Linked DNA regions of Mus musculus: region 1 is linked to region 2. Evidence: chromatin contacts called from public Hi-C data. All regions are on one chromosome and are shown on one strand. Each heading gives the region's core, a stretch centred on a gene start, on an enhancer-like site or on the middle of the called end of the contact. The rest is flanking DNA. Distances are from core to core; before and after follow the strand shown. Region 1 holds the start of Magel2 (melanoma antigen, family L, 2). Region 2 has its middle 6.4 kb from the start of Mir344i.

Region 1 (2,700 bases), core at 117-2,616, 300 kb before region 2:
TGTGGGGCCCAAGTGGCCAGAGGCTGCCCAGGGGGCAGCACTGTCTGAGCCATTGGTGCTCCTGATACTGGAGTCTGAATGATTGGACCTCTGGCACCTGGAGGATGGATCATCACGACACCAGGACCTGGAGGCTTGGCCATCGGAGTAATCGAAGGTGCAGGCTGGGTCATCAAGGCAGCCTGTGGAGGTGGCTGGACCATCGGAGCTCCCGGAGCAGGCGGCTGGACCATCAGGACTCCCGGTGTCAGCTGCTGGGCCATCAGGACTCCTGGAGTTGGCTGCTGGGCTATCGGTGTCCCCGTAATGGGAACATGCGGCATTGGAGTTCCATGTGGTCCCCCATGGACCATCGGGGCTCCATGAGTGAGAGGATGCACCATCGGGTTCCCCGGTGGAGGATGGGTCATAGGGTTCCCAGGAGGAGGATGGTGACCCATCGGAGTCCCAGGAGGAGGTGGGTGGGTCATTGGGGTCCCAGGAGGAGGAGGAGGAGGAGGGGGAGGAGGAGGAGGAGGAGGGTGCGCCATCGAGGTCCCGGGAGGGTGTGTCATCGGGGTTCCTGGGGGAGGAGGATGAGCCAAAGGGGCCCCCGTGACAGAAGGATGTAGCATCAGGACTCCCGGAGTTGAAGACTGGGCCATGGGGGCTCCCGGAGGGGGCTGATGGACCATCAAGACTCCAGGAGTTGGAGGCTTGGCCATCCCCCCTCCGAGCGGTGGAGCCTGGACCATTGGGGCCCCTAGACCAGGAGGCTGGGCCAGCTGAGCCACTGGGGCAGGCAGCTGGCCCTCCGGAGCCTCCCAGGCAGGTTGAGGAGCCTGCCAAGCAGCCATGGGAGCCTGCAAGTCCACTGGAGGTGGATCCCAGGGGACAGGAGGAGCCCGGGAGGAAGCAGGCGGAGCCCGCATCAGAACCGTAGGGCGGCTATGGACTGCAGGCACTGGGGACTCCGGAGGGCTGGAATCCCCCAGATTCGTACTTAGCTGCGACATGTCCCTTGCTTGACTGGTGGTGGCCCGTCTCCGGTTGCTGCGCTTTTTCTTCCAGTGCTGAGCATGCCGACGTGGCTGTCCAGGATCCCCCTCCAGCTTGAAGGCTGAATAGGAAGCCGGTGCAGACTGGCGTGTTCCGCGGTTCTCTCCGCAGCTCTCAGCGAGCGCAGCTGGGCTCTCTCAGCAGCTCTCAGCAAGCACTACCTGGCTGGCACCGCAACTCTCAGCGAGCGCTGCCTGGCTAGCACCGCAGCTTTCAGCCAAGTGCTACTGCCTGGCTTGCTCCGCCACGCAGCTCACAGCTCTCAGCTCACAGCTCGCAGCGCAGCTCACACAGAGTGTCGGCTGGCTCTGCAGCTCTCCGCAGTAAGAAGGAGGGGGGAGGGGGCTCAATCCCGCCCCTTCCCCGCCCCCGACCACCACAAGTGGATTGTTCAGAGGGGCGTCTACCAAAGTCCCGACTGACTCAATATCCCTTCTCCTGCGGTATAGATCCTCAACTAAGCTAGTTCATACTCTTTAAGCAAGAGTTTATATAGGCAAGTGATAGGGACAGATTTACGGTTCAAAAAAAATCACTGTGCTGCATTATGAAGTGGGAATAAACCACTAGCAACATGGAACATGTCCAAAGGTGGGGGTAGTGGTGTGGTCTGAGCTCAGAAACGAAGTACATTGACGTAAGAGGGACTGGGGAGCTATTCGAGACAGCTATTACAATTTAACGAAGGTGTAGAAAAAAATGACTGTATTCAGGTATCTGTCTCGGGTGTGTGAATTTCCTGGAGTAGTTTATTCTGTCAAGTAACTGAAGGGCAGGAAGCACATGCAGGGTAAGGGGAGTTGATGAATATTTGCTAGGACATGAGTCAGTCAACCCAGGGATAACATAGGTGGTCTATTATAACTGTATTCATTACGAGGATCCGAGAATCAAGTTTGCCCATTCTTTATCAAAACATAGTAGTAGTAGTGGATACAATTGTTTAAAAGTGTGTTCAGAGGGGGGAAAATCTAAACTCATCTAGAAGAATACTGACTACATCGTAGAATCGGGTAGAGAAAAGACGAGCCAATTAGAGAGGAAAGAAAAGGAACCTTGGAAGTAAATTAACAGAAATTCACGGAGGCAGAAGTTTAAACGCGGGAAAATCAACTTCTAAAGTGGGTGAGATGAGACAATAGAGTGTGAAAGACATCCTGAAAATAACAATAATTAAAAAATGAAGCAATGTGCTGGAAATTAGTTCTAGAAAAATGGAGAGTATAAGAAAAGTTTTCTGGAAAATCAGCTAAAAAATGGACATATACCATGTTAACAAATAAAGAGGTACCCATCAAAATTACTGCATATTGGTATTCTTTCTCCCCAAAATTAAGTGGCAATCTCAGTTTAGGTCAAGTTTAGTGGTTTATAGACGGTAACTAGCATTATGATTCCTTTACAAGGAGTGGTTTGCAGCCTAGGGCAGTCGTCCAAGGTGAGGAAAGAAACCACTAGGGGGCAGAAGAGAATGTTGAAGGCTGTACCCAACTCTTAACATACCTTCAGCACATGCTCCTAAATAGTTTTGTTGTTGTTGTTCGTTTTTAACTGGTGGGCCATAAAGAAGAAATATGCCCCAGGATGACTGACCGTTTGTTAAATAATTATGGCAGAATTTGGGGCTCATATTTCAGAGACCATCCAGTCTTTGAAAGCATG
Region 2 (2,700 bases), core at 188-2,687:
ATATAATTATTTCAATTGTACCTCAGTCCTCGTGCAATTGACCAGGTTAAATGTGTGTGGTACACTTTATTACTTGTTCAAAAGACCAGTATGGGAAAACAATGTCATGCTGTGGTAATACAGGAGAAGGACAACCCACTCCCAGGGTCTGAGACACTGATGAACCCAGGCTACAAAGGGAGATAGAAGAGTCTGCCTGTGGCATGTATAACTTGGAACTGCCCAGGTTTATAGGTAGACCAGCCCAGCCATTCCTGGCCTTTCTTTCATCCCCATCACAAGCATTGCTGGTAGTGCAGTCAGCTTTCCTTCTGTCTATAATCACCTGGTTTTCTGTGGAGTAGGATCAGGACCCCATGTTCCCACCCCATGGGATTATGTTTACTTCCCTGTTCCTGTAGTATTTTTCCTTTATTTTGTTATCTTTTTTTTGTAGTCCAGTCACTTTTCCCCTCCCACTCTGTCTTCTGACAGTTCTTCATCCCACTTGTCCTCCCCTGTCTTCAAGAGGATGTCCTCACCACCAATAAAACCCCCATACCCTTCCAGATGTCCCCATTCCATGGGGCGTCAAGTCTCTCAAGGGTTTGTTTAGTCTTCTCTCATTGAGGCCACATCAGACAGTCTTTTTATTTTAAATGGAGGCACAAGAGAAGCAATAGCAGAGTTCACCCTCTGGCTGCCATAGTCCATGAACAACTCTATGCCCTTCTGTCTGTCATCAAAAACTACACGTGTGTGCACCATGTACACCCCCAATATACCACACACATACGCAAACAACAACACAAAGAAGTATTAAATTTATACACAATTTAACAGTTTTTTTTTAAGAAAATGATATCTTGATTGTCATGGTACTTTTGAATACTCCAGACATACTGAATATATTGTGTGACCATTGTTCAAAACAACATTTCTTTTTTAATGCAAACAGCACATTGCAGGGCACTGTAATAGAAATAAAGTTCTAATTAGGGGTGAAGGCCCACACGTGTAATAATGACCCATGAGTAAAGTGACACAGGCAGAATGAAAAGATTACACAGTAAGCTGTTCTTGCCAGCTGAAAATCAGAATCTCAATGGTCCAGATCAAAATGGAATCTTTCTCATTAATGTCCAGGATCTAGATTCAAGCAGCTAGATACATTCTCAGCCTCTAGGTGCCACTGGCTGCCTTTTTGGGGGGATTCATTAGAGCCACAGCCCAGACTAAATTATATTTTATCCATTTCCTTCCAATTTCTCTGCTTCTGCTGCAGCATACAGGGAGAGGGGAGAGAGTTAAAACAAGAGTGTTGCTTTAAATCTCCCTAGATACAGTAGGTTTTTTTATTTCCATCTCTTGGTTTGAGATCTCTCTCTTGATTGGTCCTAGCTCTATTCTTCTTACGGAAGCACATCCAATCATAGGCAAACAGAGCAAATAGAAGTCTGTAAACACAGGGATTTTGCAAGTCAGGCTCCTGGCTGGAGTCCAGCTTTCAGCTGGGTCCAGGCTCTAGCCAGGGCCTGACTGCATGATGCTCAGTAGAGCAGGGAGACTGCTCCTGGGAGCTACAGGAGGCAGAGCAAATAGAAATGTAGTGTAAGTACTGTGGGCTGGCATATTTGGATTCCACACAGTTATTCTTAGAGTCATTCAGTGCTCATTTCATCTTTCAGAAATTTAACCACTTATATATCATTTTTACACAGCTGTCACTAATAAATTTATCTGAAATAAGGGTGATTCATCTTAACCTTCAATATCTGGATGACTGGAGACTTGATGCCTTTTACACTCCCTTCATGACCTACTATGTAAATAATTGCTATTTAATTGCATCTCTCCATGGCACCTTGAAACTAAAATAGCTTAGAGCTAAAACATTTGCCAAGAAAGGCCTCATTTGTGATTTGTTCATTTTATTGTAGATTTATTTCCTTTTAATATATTATTGTTTGAGTTTTTCCATCCCACTCCTTTAGGATACTCTGTGCTAATCCATCCTTCCAAATCTATTCTCTTTCTTTCTCTATTTCATTAGTATGCAAACAGAAATATGATACTACCATGATGACTACTAAGTCTACTATGACTACAACATAGTGTTAAATTAAAAAACAAACAAGCAAACATACAGAAGAAAAGTAGCCAAAGTAAAAGTAGTGGACACTTAGGAGACACTCATGTCCACACTCATGGAAATTCCATAAAAACACCATACCAGAATATATAAAATATAAGCAAGTAGACTGCCAGGTTTAAAAAAAATCCCTGAAAAAGCATTATGTGGAAAAAATTCCTCCAAAAATGTATATGTTTGCTTTCTGTGGGAACCATCTCCAGTTAAGCCCCACTATTTAGAAGAACTCTTATATGCAGTGAGACTCCACTGGAGAAATAGAATTTTTTTATTGCTCTGTTATCCATTTGGGCAGCTTCAGTTTTTCAGATGCTATCTTTTCCTGACATTCTCTTACCTGATACTCAATAACATTCTTAGAGATTAAGGAACTCTAACAGTGACATCTTCCTTTATTTCTATCTTACTATCATTAAAAATTCTCACAGAGTATATATGTCAAACCAGGTGTGTATTGCTGCAGGTTTGTGGCTAATATACTTGTTTCTTCTTCTTCTGTACCTTCTATTATTTTAAATCCAATGAAAGAAAGAACAAGCCCATAGACCCCTAGAAAGAACATTTCTTTC

The links. A called contact is a pair of places that touch in the nucleus more often than the background predicts.
Region 1: a contact with region 2 is called in a Hi-C map of neural progenitor cells, with 4 times the contacts expected there. The contact joins the promoter of Magel2 here to the enhancer-like site in region 2. A contact is called at or near these places in 6 of 39 promoter capture datasets (cranial neural crest, embryonic stem cells, hippocampal neurons and 2 more), 1 of 15 datasets of contacts at CTCF or cohesin (pro-B cells), 5 of 484 Hi-C or Micro-C datasets (the AtT-20 cell line, embryonic stem cells, liver and 2 more), 1 of 115 datasets of contacts at active chromatin or transcription factors (embryonic forebrain) and 1 of 9 other capture datasets (embryonic stem cells).

The regions. Positions count from the first base shown.
Region 1 is chr7:62,375,645-62,378,344 of GRCm38.p6, reverse strand. Magel2 (melanoma antigen, family L, 2) reads right to left here and starts at 1,366. Exons shown (of 1, transcript NM_013779.2): 1 at 1-1,366. The coding sequence starts at 995. All of the region lies in intron 1 of Gm32061 (predicted gene, 32061), which reads left to right.
Region 2 is chr7:62,077,553-62,080,252 of GRCm38.p6, reverse strand. No RefSeq gene overlaps it. Among named protein-coding and RNA genes, the nearest start is that of Mir344i, 6.4 kb to the left of the region's middle. Within about 2 kb of position 1,437, at least 39 of the 459 cell types and tissues checked have an H3K27ac peak or open chromatin away from gene starts, as enhancers often do. A contact at or near this core is called in the AtT-20 cell line, neural progenitor cells and stem cell-derived neural progenitor cells, where this site is marked.